2 separate regions of the Ovis aries genome follow, and region 2 is linked to region 1. Evidence: chromatin contacts called from public Hi-C data. All regions are on one chromosome and are shown on one strand. Each heading gives the region's core, a stretch centred on a gene start, on an enhancer-like site or on the middle of the called end of the contact. The rest is flanking DNA. Distances are from core to core; before and after follow the strand shown. Region 1 holds the start of ZAR1L (zygote arrest 1 like). Region 2 overlaps FRY (FRY microtubule binding protein).

Region 1 (6,830 bases), core at 1,102-3,601:
TAGGAGTTACTATATTTTTCATCACCATGAATTTGTTACAAAAAACCAAAAAAGCAAGTTTAACTTAAAGTGTCCTTAGTGACAAAATGGAGAGCACACATAAAACCATTTCTGCATACTGAAGTACAATAGTTATTTGGAAAAAGCACTCATGTGATGAGTTGTGAGTTGAATTAGCACTTTTCATGGAAAGCCATTTTTGCTAGAAAGAATGACTAAGTTATTCTGAGTTGGGTATTTGGTGGACATTTTCTTGAAATGTCCTGTTACTGCAGGGAAAACAACAGTTTGCTGCCAAAGATAAAATGTGAGTTTTCAAATGAGAATTAGAACTTTGTTCTCTGTCAGCTTGACATCTTCCCAACCTGAAAAGACTTTTCTGATGAGATCAGTGAAGTAACCAATGTGATTTTTTAATAATGTCTAATGGAATGTGTCAATATTTGGTATATTTGTGTAATTCAGAACATCAGTATTTTTCAAATAATCAAACCATGGATGATGTCACAACATGGGTAAAAGATTTATTCAGGAGCAAGAAAGACTAATTGAATTTAATGTAAAAAGAGTACAAAAAATTCATTACATGGTTTCAGATTCCACATTGCAACTTTTAAGAAACTCCCACTTAAGTTTGGTATAATACCAAAGAAAACTACCCACAATAAAGTGAAAACAGTTAAAAACACTCCTTTTTCTAACTACATTTTCTGTGTAAAGTATGGTTTTCTTCATATACTTCTATCAAACAACGTATTGTAAAGAATTAAATGCAATTCTTTGAAAATGAGCATGAAAATCCAGCTATCTTCTATTGAGCCAGATGGTAAAGAGAACTGCAAAATTTTAAAGTAATGTCACTCCTCACATTTTTCTTGGAAAAGTTATTTTTCATAAACATATTATTCATGTTAACATGCAATGAATTTATTTTTGTTATTAACTTAATGTTTTTAAAAGCTCTTAGTTTTAATTTCTAATATGGTAACCTAGATAAACAAATACTCTCAGTCCTCAATCATTTTACGAGTGTAAGGAGAACTGACAACTTCTGCTATTATGTTACTAATGCTTCTAACTTGCTAGAAAGTCTCTGCTTTAAAAACAGTGCCACTCATCAAGGGGCCAGTTTCCTCTTTATCCACCACAGGTTCTACACCGATCATTTGGTTAACTGTAAATGATTACTTTTCTGATTTATGACTTCATAAAGCACAGTTTATGGTGTAAACAAAAACGTTAAGCACTGGATTCTTTTCAACAAGCATGTATAATTACACATTTTTCTGAAAACATTTTTCTCTATGTAAAAGATCAATTCATATAAAAAACTGTTAATACCTGCTTTGTTGCATCGCGTCTTAAAAATGTCAAAAAAAGTTGGCCTCTCTTTGCATCCAATCGGCATTTTTATCTACACTATTCCTTCAAAGTTTGGTGAGTCTGCAAAAGAGAACACCAAAACACACTTCACACGTATGCAGTCCTTGCTAAGTGAGTCTGAGGTAAAACCGGAAGAGGTAAACCTGCCTGAAGCTACATTGTTTAAGACAAGAATCGAACTCACCGCGGGCAAGTAAGTATTCTGTATTTGTGCAGTCCAATAGAGCAGCCATTAGCCACATGACTCATCTCAACTGTGGCAAGTCTGCTCAAGAACAGAATTTTAAATTATTATTTAATCTTCATTAACTAGTCACGTGTGGCCAGTGGCTGCGCAGTTAGCAGAGGGCTATTAGATAAACACCGGGAAACAATTCCCAATCAGTAAATTTTCGTTAATACAGCAACTACCTGGGGACTAAGCGATGAGGCAGATACAATGTGCCACAGGCTATGAAACATTTTCCAAAACAGCAATATTCCGGTAAAGTAACTTCATCGTGATTCCAATGAAGGAAATTTCAGCCTGGGACATGTGGGCCGAGCGGCGCCCGAAGCTGGGCCAAGGAGTCCCCGGGAAGGGGCGGGACTGGAGCCTCCGGCCGAGGACCTGATCCCTTCCCCCTGTCGGTGCGGAACGGGAAAGGACCAGTGAGGGCAGGAGGCTCGGCTCCCACCCGAGCACCGGAGGCGCTCCCCGCTGCCTGAGACCGCGTAAGGCTGCCCATCTCCACTCTCCACCCCTGCCAACACTAACCGCCTTCAGAGGTGAAGCTGGTTTATGTTTTTGGCCAGAGGAGCTGAACAACGCACAGGTACTCAGATAAGAAACGGGATCGCTCAAGCTCCTTCGCGGACACCCACCGCCCCAGACAGCAAACTTCAGCAGCCGCACCTCCACCCACCGGGTTTCAGATTCTCGCGCCAAAAGCCCGCTCTCGGGATATGTCACGCGATGACGCCATGACGCAGCACGCAGCGTAAACGCCCACCGGAATCAGACTGTGGCCGCGCCGTCAGTGCTGCCGCTTGTGGCCAGGGATAAACCTCGCGTCAGTCCGGAGTCGCTAAAGAAAGAGCCGGGATGCTCGTTCTCTTCTTCCGAGCCTTCAGAGTACCAAGCCGCGCTGTTTGGAGGGACCACGCCCCATGTATACGCCCTGCCTTCCCCCTCCTCCGCTCCGTCTCTCGTTTGGATGGCCGCCCCCGCCCCCGACGCGGCCTGCGGTCTGTGAAGTCTTTGTTCTCTACTAAGAGGGCGTCGCCCAAAGTGGGCAGACGTTAGAAAACCCCACAGTGCTCAGTCGGTGCGGATGACTTCTTGCCCAACGGAGAGCTCCCTATAGAGTGGAAGGGGCTGAGATTTGAAGCCAGCGTACATTGGTTATAGACTGCGTGTTGCTGTTGGGCAGCAGAATTTCAAAAACCTCTGAGACTCTCCCGGCTTGAAAAGTTGTTAAGCCTATCTCAAGTCTCCTGTAGTTTTGGATAATACTTCCTCCTGCAGGCTTCCGTAGTATCCTTGACGTATCCTTGACGCTCCTAGGATACTAAGCACCTGTTTTGTGCCTGACTTGCTCTTGAAACTGCCCTGGAAGACAGCAGTCTCACTCACAGAGTATGGGCTATGGCTAGCACAAGGCTTAATTCAGGTGTTTACTGTAGGATCTCGAAAGCTTTCAACTGGATTCTGAAGGTGATAGTGGCTCATAGGCCTTGCTACTATCCAAAGGCTCCTGACCGACGAACAGTGAAAGCAACTTTGGATTCGAAAAAGGGTGCCATTTACTTGGTACCTGAGGTGTCATTTTAGTTTGATCATTATCCTTGGCTGTAGACACCTTTGCAATACACATAGATACAAAAGCTTATGATCATCTAGGTCTAAATAGCACAGATACCCAGGCCTGTGATCTTTAGCCAATAACAGCTACCTCTTAATGAGCATCTGTGAGTTATTCTTTATGCTTTATAAGTAATATCACCTTTAACCTTATGATCTTAAAAATTTTTGAGTATTGTCAGATGGGGAAACCGAATCATCCAGTTGATTTATAAGTAATATTACGTTTAACCTTATGATAATCTTATAAATTTTCTGGTATTGTCAAATGGGGAAACTGAATCATCCAGTTGAGTAAGTTGTCTAGTAAACAAGGCCCAGGTGGACAGAGGAGCCTGGCATGCTACTGTCCATGGGGTTGCAAAGAGTGGAACACTGCTGAAGCGATTTAGCATGCAGTGCGCAAGTTTCAGTTCAAGTCTTTTACTTAAGATACTTAACTATCCTGTGATTAAGTCTGCGTTTAACCTCTAAGAACAGTTTGCTGCTTTTCCCCTTTTGGGGAGAATTCTCACTAGAGTGGACTAATGAGAACGGTTGGCATGTTATACAACCCTCTGAAATCTATTTTTTCACTAAATACACTGTCCCGCCAACCCCCATAACTATGCTTCTTGCTGCTGCAGAACCAGGTTTTTTATATTTATGCATCCTGCCATAACACTGTCTTCTTTATGCTCACTCTAATAGTGCGGCAGCTCAAATTTTGCTGCTTGTATTCAATCTTTTTTATTTTTAAAACACAGTCTCTGAAATTGTAAGTCAGTATAGGAATAAATTGGAGCTTCCCTGGTAGCTCAAATGGTAAAGAATCTACCTGCAATGCAGGGGATCTGGGTTCGATCCATGGGTTGGGAAGAAGGGCACGGCAACCCACTCCAGTATTCTTGCCTGGAGAATCCCATGGACAGAGGGGCCTGGTGAGTTGCAGTTCATAGGATCACCAAGAGTTGGATGACTGAAGACTATGCATGCATAGGAATAAATTAGAATTACTAATTAAAGCATGTGTGTGAATAAGAAGTTAAATGAAAAACAGCTTTGAAAAAAAAAGATTCAAGAGCAGTGAATTGAGAGGCAGAGAGCCCAATTAGGGATCAGGTGGCAATTAGGCCTCAATGTAGGGATATCGCCTTCCCTCCTCCAATTTGGGTAATAGGCAGCAGCACTCATCAGAATCTGAAATAAATGGAGAAGCTCCGGAAGAACGTGAACCAACGTGACCTGGAGAAAAAGGGGGCGGGTGAAGGTGGAAGACAAAACAAGGCCTGAAACAAACTGCCTCGGGATATTGCGCTGCGCCTGGGCGCCAGGTGGTCGGATGGAGCGTGTCTTCTGTGTTCCCTACAGCTTGTACCCCGGCTATGGGAACATGCTGCGTTTGGGCCAGTCTGGACTCTCTGAGCACGGACAACCGCTCTGGAGGCAAACCAATGTTCCCCCCACTTTCCTGGCCAGGCCCAGGCTACTGATGCCCTCCAGTGCCTCCGACTGCTGCATGGACCCTTACAAGAGAGCCCAGCTTATGGCCGTTTTCTCCCATATGAACCCCGGCCTGAGCCTGCGGCTGCGCAAGGCCAACACCAAAGATGTGGGTGTGCAGGTGAGCCTCCGGGTGGGCAAATCTGTGCAGTGCTCTCTGGGGCCTCGCACCCTGGACAGCCTCTCCCCCTGGGCCAGCGCAGGCCACAGTGCACCTGCGTCTGCTTGGGGCGTCTCTTCGCCGGTGCCCGGCCACTGGGGCCAGGTGCAACTGCGGCAGGCGCTCTCGGGTCCTCCCGAGGCTGGCCAGCCGCCCCCGCCACTGCCACCACCATCACCACCACCAAGGTCGGAAGAGGATCCCCCCGAGGAACTCCAGCCGCGTGAGGAGCTGTTGGAGGAAGACTCCTCGAGTCCTCGGGAGAGGAAGAGCAAGCTGGCCCCGGTTGACTCCAGCCAGCCGCTTGGGAGGCCCAACTTCCAGGTGAGCTTTCTCTCCCTTAGCCTTACCCTTTTTTCCCCCGCCATTTCTGGCCCCATGAGAGCAGAATCTTCTTGCGCTTCCTCCCTTTATTTGATAAAGGAGAGAGGAAGTTCTGAAAACATGTATTTTACATGTCCTGTGTGGGTTTTTTAAATTTATTTATTGACTGAACTGCTTTGGGTCTGACTGGCGGCTCACGGGATCATTCCTTGCAGCGCGCCTGCTTTTCTCTAGTTGCCGCTCGTGCTCTAGAGCCCCTGGCTCAGTAGTTTCCCACTAGAGGTCCAACCCACCTCCCCGTATTGGAAAGCAAATTCTTAACCACTGGACAACTAGGGAAGTCCCTGTGTTTTTGCTTTGTTTCTTTAGCTGTTTGGTAAAATGAGGAGCCAACTTTAAGCCTGTGAAACCCCAAAAGTTTGGGAACCATAGCTGTTGCAAATGAGGCAAAAGAGGGGTTTGGGGTTTGTGAAGTATGTGATCAGATCTTTACTTTGTGCAGCTGGTGCTCATGGCCTTGGGGAAAACAGATTGGAAAAGCCTGAGAGAAGCTAGAAAAGTCCCAGAGTAATCAGTCCTTGACAGCTGAGTTCATGTGCTGACCTTGAGAATAGCTATGAGTGAGGTTAAGGAGGCTTCCTGTTTTCTGCTTATACAAAAACCATAAGGATAGCAGGATCTGGCTTTTTATCCTCCTGCCCCCCTCATCCCTCAGGGCTTCCCTTGTGGCTCAATTGGTAAAGAAACCGCCTGCAATGCGTGAAACCTGGGTTCAATCCCTGCGTTGGGAAGATCCCCCGGAAAAGGGAAAGGCTACCCACTCCAGTATTCTGGCCTGGAGAATTCCATGGACTGTATACAGCTCATGGGGTCACAAAGAGTTGGACACGACTGAGTGACTTCTCACTTTCACTTTTGACCCCTCAAGATAGTAAAGGATTTTTCCTCCTTATTTGCAGTTTTTAGAACCCAAATATGGCTATTTTCACTGTAAAGATTGTAAGACCAGATGGGAGAGTGCTTATGTGTGGTGCATTTCTGGAACTAATAAGGTAAGTGAAAGTGAGTGATACGCGGCAGAAGAATGGGGCTGGCATGGATGTTAAATGCAGGAAGACTGTGTCTCCTAATGGGATGTGACTATAACGCAGCCTTAGTACCGAGGACATAGTAGGTGCTAAGCAAAGGTTCGGACTGAACAAAATTGGGCTGTCCACAAGAGCTTGAGCTCCTGAACCACATCCTGATGTTACATTTGGTTTGGTAGTTGCCTTGGACAAAATTTTACCTTATTTAGATGAACTCTTGACCTTGTATACATTGGGATTTGTTATAATTTTTTAATTGGGGTATATTAATAGTTGCCTTACAGTGTTGTTAGCGTCTGCTGTACAACCAAGTTAATCAGATGTATGTATACGTATATCCTCTCCCTCCCAGATGTTCCTGCTATCCCACCCCCAGTCCGGCCCATCTAGGTCTCTACAGAGCACTGAACTGAGTTCCTTGTGCTATACAACAGATTCCCCCTACCTGTATAATCATTTTTTAGTCGGTGTATTGTAACAGATTTGTGCTTTAGCTCTAGACAATTTCCATTGTTTGTCCACAAGGTGGGGCAGTGAGAGAAATGATTTA
Region 2 (6,830 bases), core at 1,609-4,108, 99 kb after region 1:
GTGTTACGTGGAGGCTCATTTCCCTGATGTTCAAGAACACATCCTAAACCATTTTGCTTCCCTGGTGGCTCAGATGGTAAGAATCCGCCCTCAGTGCGGGAGACTGAGGTTCAACCCCTGGGTTGGGAAGATACCCTGGAGAAGGGAATGACTACCCACTCCAGTGTTCCTGCCTGGAGAATTCCATGGAAAGAGGAGCCTGGCAAGCTACAGTCTCTGAGGTTGCAAAGACTCAGACACAACTGAGTGACTAACACACAAACCATTTTGCATCTTCAATACCTTCCCACCCTCTTGAGCAGCTGAAAACAAATCCAATTGCTTGTTCTTAAATACACTTCACAAATGACTATAAAGATGAGAAAAGAAACATACAGGAAAGCAAATTACTTTCAGATGTTTAAGCTTGAAAGACTTTCTTATAATAAGATCAAAATTCCTTCCCCTCATCCCAACCTGTAATTGCCAATCTTATACTCTCAAGTATTTAAAAATTTATTTAAATCTATGATTTCAGTTATTTAAAGGAAACAGTCAGGGCCAGGTTCTTGGGCAACATTTAAGAAATTTCACTCCTGAGAGGTCTGTAATGTGGTAGCTGGGTAGGCAGCACCTCTCAAACTTAAGCCACAAGGGGTCTCTACAGAAACCTGTTCACAGGCCCACATTCAGAGATGAGAGACACTGGCTGGGAGTGTTCCACCTGTCTCTCCAGGCCCATCTTTCTGGAGCAACTGGGTCTCTGGGACGTGCAGCTGACTGGCCACAGGTCTTCTGTACCTCTTTGGAACAGAATAAACTTTAGTAAAAGAGTAAGCGCCCTCTCCTACCCTAGCAATATAAACTGTTTAAAATGGAAAAATATTGATTTGATACCTTAATGTCATATATAAATATCACAACAGTAGCAATAAACAGTGTCTCATCCTGAGTGTTGAATGGTCAATGAGACGAATGAAAAAACCCAGTCTGGCTACAACTGAGCCAGTAAGTTGCATGTCAGCAGACCTAGTTTATTTCTTTAGTGAACTGATGGATTCAGCCATGCTGAAGAATATGTATGAAGTACGTTCATGCATTAGACACTGTACAGACCGTAATTACAAAGCGGACAGACCACGGTTTCTGCTTTAGGGGCTTATCGGTCATGGGGTAAGAGAGACAGGAAAGCAAATGTATTTTTATATCTTAGACTAACACACTTAAGTGCAGGTTTCCAAAAGTTTGTTCATGGACCAGCAGGTAAATCGGACTATTTCGTGTCCTCTTTTCTTCCTGACTCCTTAGTTCGGTTCATATGTCTCTTCTCTCCACATTCCCTTCTTTCTTAAGCTAAGAATTTAAATAGTGGTATTGTAAAAAGCATTGTGGGAGACTTCGCTGATGGTCCAGTTTTTAGAACTCCATGTGCCCACTGCAGGGGCCGTGGGTTTGATCCCTGGTTGGGCAACTAACATCCTGAATGCCATGTGACCCCACCCAAAAAATTGGAACTTAATAAAAATGAAAATACAACATATCAACTTAAAAAAATTATTAAAGAAAAAAAGCAGTGTGGCTTGGGGGAATGACCATAAGGGCAGATTCCATAAATCTCGGTCATTCACTGGTTTGGCTACAGTTCAGGAAACAAGGTTGCAGATACCAGACAGGACGTGGCAGCAGTCAGATAAAGAATGAGTGAAGGTCATGGTTTAAAATGTTTAAGATCATTCCATTTAAAAATTGTCTTTTCTGTGGAATCGTTTTTATATAACTGAGGCTAGCTTCTATTTTTAAAAGCTGCCAAGTGAGAGCCCCTGTGAATGTGTTCTTAAAAAGAGAATAAACAGAACCTCATTAGGCCTTAGAAGCTTTCATTTGACATAAATGTAAGCCTCCCCTTCTCTAGGCGGCTAGTTTTGAACTTTGCCACTGTGTATTCATGCTAAAGTTTATGGAAACAGTTAACATACCTCTGAAATATCAAAGTGGAAGTCTAGGGTTTTTCCAGGTAATTCCTTGGATGAGCTCGTCCACACTCGATGTATTTCTATCTTTGAGAGGTCACTGTGTTGGTAGGAAGGCAAAACTAGGCTGGCAGATCGAGAAACCACCAGCTTCAAAATATTCAAAGCTTCTCTCCAGTGAATGCTCTGAAGGAAATGAAACAGTCAGTCAATACTTAAAAAATTATTTCATTAAAAAAAACTAACATGCTCCTAGCTACTAACACTCCTCATGACCTGTCAGAACTCACTAATTTAAAACAGTACAGGAAATTCTTTAGTAAGTAAAAGGCAAATGACATAAAAAAGATAATTTATCTGTAAGAGGAGCTACATTTAGGAAATAAGCAAATAAAAAAACCCAGTTTTGTCCACATTTAAATAAACAGAAGGCTAAAATAACAAGGTACCGCTTTTGCTAATGAGGTACTTCCTTAATTTGAAAAGCAAAATAAAACAAAAAATCTCCACCCTTCATTGCAGATATGCTACTGTCTCCTCACTCCTCAAGATTCTCCCTGCCTCCAGTTTCCACCCACGCTCCCTGCTTCTCTGGCTCTTTCTGTTCCATTTGCTTCCTGGGCATCTGACCTCTGCCCTCAGCCTTCTCATGACCTAACCCGGGAGTCTGGGAACCATTCTTCACCCCCTCTTCCCTCCCTCCTGAGAATCTGACCCCTACCCCTGCCCACCTCCATTCCTGTTGGCACGGACTCAGCTGAATCCTCCCTGGACTATTTCAGTGGTTTCTTAACTGGTTTCCCCACTTGCAGCCTCTCCTTGGGTCCATCAAACCCATTCCAGCTACAGTGATCTTTCCAGAATCTTCAGCTCAAGCCACTTCCCTGCTTAAACATCTTCAGGAGCTCCCCCTGGTGGACAAGGAGGAGTCCACACTCTTTGAGCAAGCCCTACATGGGTAATCTGCCCTGGAATTCGCCAGAGCGGCCGATGTCACTAACCTCTGCGCTTTTCCTCATGCTATTCGCTCATCCTGGAATGCCCTTCCTCTCCTTGCTTATCAAAGTCCTACTCTTCTCTAAGTCTCACTGTGTTTCACCATCTTTGTGTCTCTGACGACTCCCAGGCAGACCGAGACACTTCTCCCATAAAACTACTGCACACGGATAATCAGCCTGATAAACGTTATTATTTGCCTAGGACTTGGAATAAAGCACATGAAGTAAAACGCATTCCCTTCATTGTCAAATTCTGCACAAGGGAGGTCATGGTTTGATATGAAATTAGCCACCATTCAAGATAAGATCTCAAGAACCAGGGATGATCCACAGGACTAAGAACAGGTAGTCTAACAAAACAATTTTTTTTTTTAACAAGGGGCAAGATGTGAACTGACCCTCTGTCTCTCGTGAGTGTCAAGTGAGAAAGCAATAACGAACACCTACCACATGGTACAACTGTTATTGGAGCAATGCCACGTGGAGAAAAAAAAAGCTTGAAAATCATTTTTAGCATTTGCAAATTCTGCAAGTAACGTGACTGGTGAAGTGAAGATTGGGAAAAAATGTTTAAGATTGTCAGGCTTAGTCAATGAGTTTAACCAGAGAAAACCGAGCATTTGTCCTTGAACTCTGAAACTCACCAAGTACACAGTATGTTTTGTTTTTTGGAGTATTTTCAAGTATAAGTATGCCGATTTCTTAGCCTTAGTTCCTTCGACCCTAAGTGACAATTTTCACCTCTGAATTAACCCTTCTCATCTAAAACACCTGATCTAGAACCAGGCACACACAAGTTGCTTCTTCCTTCTCCTTTGAAATAGAACCCTCAAACAAGACCCTGCCCCTGCCCCCCAAGCCGGGACATGCTTTCAGAGACGTGTCCTCTGAAGGCTCAGGAACGCACTGCGGCCTGGTCCTGTCTTTCTCCTCAGGAAGCCACTCAGGGTGGTGGTCAGCCACCATCTTGGCCGCTCTCAGTGTGTTATGGACATCGATAAATGAACACGTAGCCTGGCACCCATATAACTGTGGCCAAGTACAAGCTCCGTGCAAAAGCTGTCTTTCTGGAATGACTGTCTGGAAACATCCTGGTTCAATACTCACTTGCACGTATTTTTCAATGGTCTTCAGAACTTCCACGTTGAACTGCTTTACAGGAACGACAGAAAGGTCCATGTAGCTGAGCAGGCTGTAGATCACCTGCAGGAGGGGCTGCTGCATGCTGGGGAGGCCCTTCTCCAGAAGCTGTGGGGGCAACGCGCAGGGTGAGTCATCTGACACCAGATTTCCACACAGAAGCACCAAGGCCTCCTAGTACCTTTATGACTGCACATTTCCTTAGAAGGGAAAAGAAAATCCTAACTACTGAAGAGGTGGAGATGTTATCAAAGGCAATGCTGTAGGTCTGATATATAAACATAATATTCAGGGATTTCCCGGTGGTCCTGTGGTTAAGACTCTGTGCTTCCCCAGCAAGGGGCACAGGGTGTGATTCCTGCTCGAGAAACTAAGATCCCACAATGCCATGCAGCACAGCCTAATAAATAAGTAAATAAAAGCTCTTTTAAAAAGAAAAATGCTTATAAAAATTTTTTTAAAGACCTAAAAAAATTCACACAATGGAATACAAAATAAACCTCAAAAGGAAAGCATCAAACACCAACAGTGACTGAAAATTACAAATGAAAACAAAAGAGATACATTTATAAGTTATCAAATTGATGACAGAACCAGGGAGGATATAGGAAAGGGTAGAAATCATTGGTGGAAATGTTAACTTGGATAATCTGGCAATTGAGATCAAGATAACTAAAAGGGTTCATATCTTTTGAAATAATAATTACATTTTTAGGAACTTTTCCAAACCTAGAGACAGATACTAAGATTTAAGTATGAGATTTCACCAAGGCATTAGTTATAATGGTTAAAAAAAGAGAAAAATCCCACACAAAACAAGAAAGCTCTGTGAGCAATTTAAAAATCAAACACTAGGGACACGGATACATAAATTATGGTAATCCATATGATGAAATACTATGTATTCAATAGAATGTTTTTAAAGACAGTAAAAGATATTAGCTATATTAAGTGAAATAATAAAGAAGGAATATATAGTTTCTATATAATAAATGATGCTAACACTGATGTAAATGGGTGTGTGTTAGACAAATAACACAGTAAGGACACCCAACAAAATCTTACTAGTGTTTCTCTCTGGATAATTTAAATTATTTTGGATGATTTTTCTTTCTTTCTTTCTTTTTTTTTTTTTTACTGTTCTGTACCTTCTGAATTTTCTGCTACAAACACATACTGCTTTTATAATCAAGAAAGAAGTCAATGATATTTTCAAAAAGGAAAGGAAAATAATAAGCAAATTGCTGTAACAGACATAATGAAAAAAGTTACTGTTCAAAACTAAAAGATAATAGAAGTGATTCAGAGAAATGCTGAGATTCCACATCGAAAGTGGCCAAAAGGACTGATCCGTTAACAAATCTATTGTGTGGAAAAATGAGCATCTTCAAAAATATATGCTTTGTTAATGAGTTCAGAGCATACAACCATTAAACATAGTTAAGTCCTTAAATAAGATTGAACACCAGAATAATTTGAAGAAAATCTTCCTGTCTCTGGCATGTGCTGACAGGTACCAGGGTAGTAAAAAGGAGTTTACGCTTTGGAGGCAGCTATATATCATTTCAAAGGCTGCTGTGACACCTTACACTTGTAGATTACTAAACCCGCTGATTCTCAGGTTCTCTGTTGTAATCACTGAGTTATTGTGAGCATCAGTTGTTTTAACTGATTCTATACAGCATCTATGATAATACATAGTAAGTGAATACATGATGAATAAATGAGGTTAAGGCTCTTATCAGTTTCACATACATAGTTTACCCATGGTGGTGGTGATGGCTTAGTCACTAAGTTTTGTCTGATTCTGGTCAGCCTGCCAGGTTCCTCTGTCCACTGGATTTTTCAGGCAATAATATTGGAGTGGATTGCCATTTCCTTCTCCAGGGGATCATCCCGACCCAGGAATAGAAGCTGGGTCTCCTGCATTGCAGGCAGATTCTCTACCAACTGAGCTATGAGGGAAGCCCACTATTTTACCCATAGAAACTACAATAGACTTTATCCTCAATTCAGGAACTTACCTCTGCCAGGTAGGTAACCATATTCAAGGTGATGTCAGCATAGGCTTCATGAAGGTACCGGCAGACCACATTGACCCACGTGGCACAGTCCCTCGTGTAGCTGTGTGTTTTATAAAGAGTCATGACGTGTGCAAGATTGGAAAGTTTGGGGTTCTTCTCTTCCAAACAAACCTTTTATGAGAAGAAAGTCAACTAGTGATACAACAGCCTGATGAATAAGGAAGAAATGTTAGCAATTTTGCTCTAAGCCCTAGCAGCCTGGAAAACTGATCGATACATTTTTGGGGGCAGCTGCAGAATACTTAGTCATTTAATTTTCACCAGTTTTTTTTCCCACTTATTTTCTCAATAATGAAATGACCATGTGACTCAGCCACCCAGAAATGTGAATTACTAGTGATATCAGTTAGTCTCTTCAGGTTTATGAAACGTATCACCCCACGCCTGGTAACCGCTGTCCAACATTGGGTCTTGGATCTGCCTGAGGGTGAAGCCTTAAGGCATACCTGAGCGATTCTCTCAGCTACATCCTTACAGAACTGGTTGGGGTTTTCAAAATGCTGTATCAGCTGGGGCAGAAGACATAAGACATTCAGTGGAAACCCTGGATTAGAGAAGATACAAAAGGAGACACGTGAATATGGGGCATTTGAGCCATTAACAGCAGGAAGGCCTATTATAGATTTTATTCCGAGGAGATGCAAAAGCAGCCTTTTGAA

What was found. Hi-C and Micro-C count contacts between places; a contact is called where the count stands out from the background.
Region 2: a Hi-C map of liver shows a contact between it and region 1, with 4 times the contacts expected there. The contact joins the enhancer-like site here to the promoter of ZAR1L in region 1. A contact is called at or near these places in 8 of 16 Hi-C or Micro-C datasets (blood, hypothalamus, liver and 4 more).

Annotation. Positions count from the first base shown.
Region 1 is chr10:28,967,230-28,974,059 of ARS-UI_Ramb_v3.0, forward strand. It overlaps ZAR1L (zygote arrest 1 like), which reads left to right and starts at 2,352. Exons shown (of 8, transcript XR_009595259.1): 1 at 2,352-5,192. BRCA2 (BRCA2 DNA repair associated) reads right to left here and starts at 2,330. Exons shown (of 27, transcript XM_042254798.2): 1 at 2,289-2,330; 2 at 1,342-1,443. The coding sequence starts at 1,408.
Region 2 is chr10:29,066,108-29,072,937 of ARS-UI_Ramb_v3.0, forward strand. It overlaps FRY (FRY microtubule binding protein), which reads right to left. Exons shown (of 64, transcript XM_042254804.2): 47 at 6,618-6,715; 48 at 6,112-6,282; 49 at 4,055-4,195; 50 at 1,956-2,135. Among named protein-coding and RNA genes, the nearest start is that of ZAR1L, 100 kb to the left of the region's middle. Within about 2 kb of position 2,859, at least 7 of the 54 cell types and tissues checked have an H3K27ac peak or open chromatin away from gene starts, as enhancers often do. A contact at or near this core is called in liver, where this site is marked.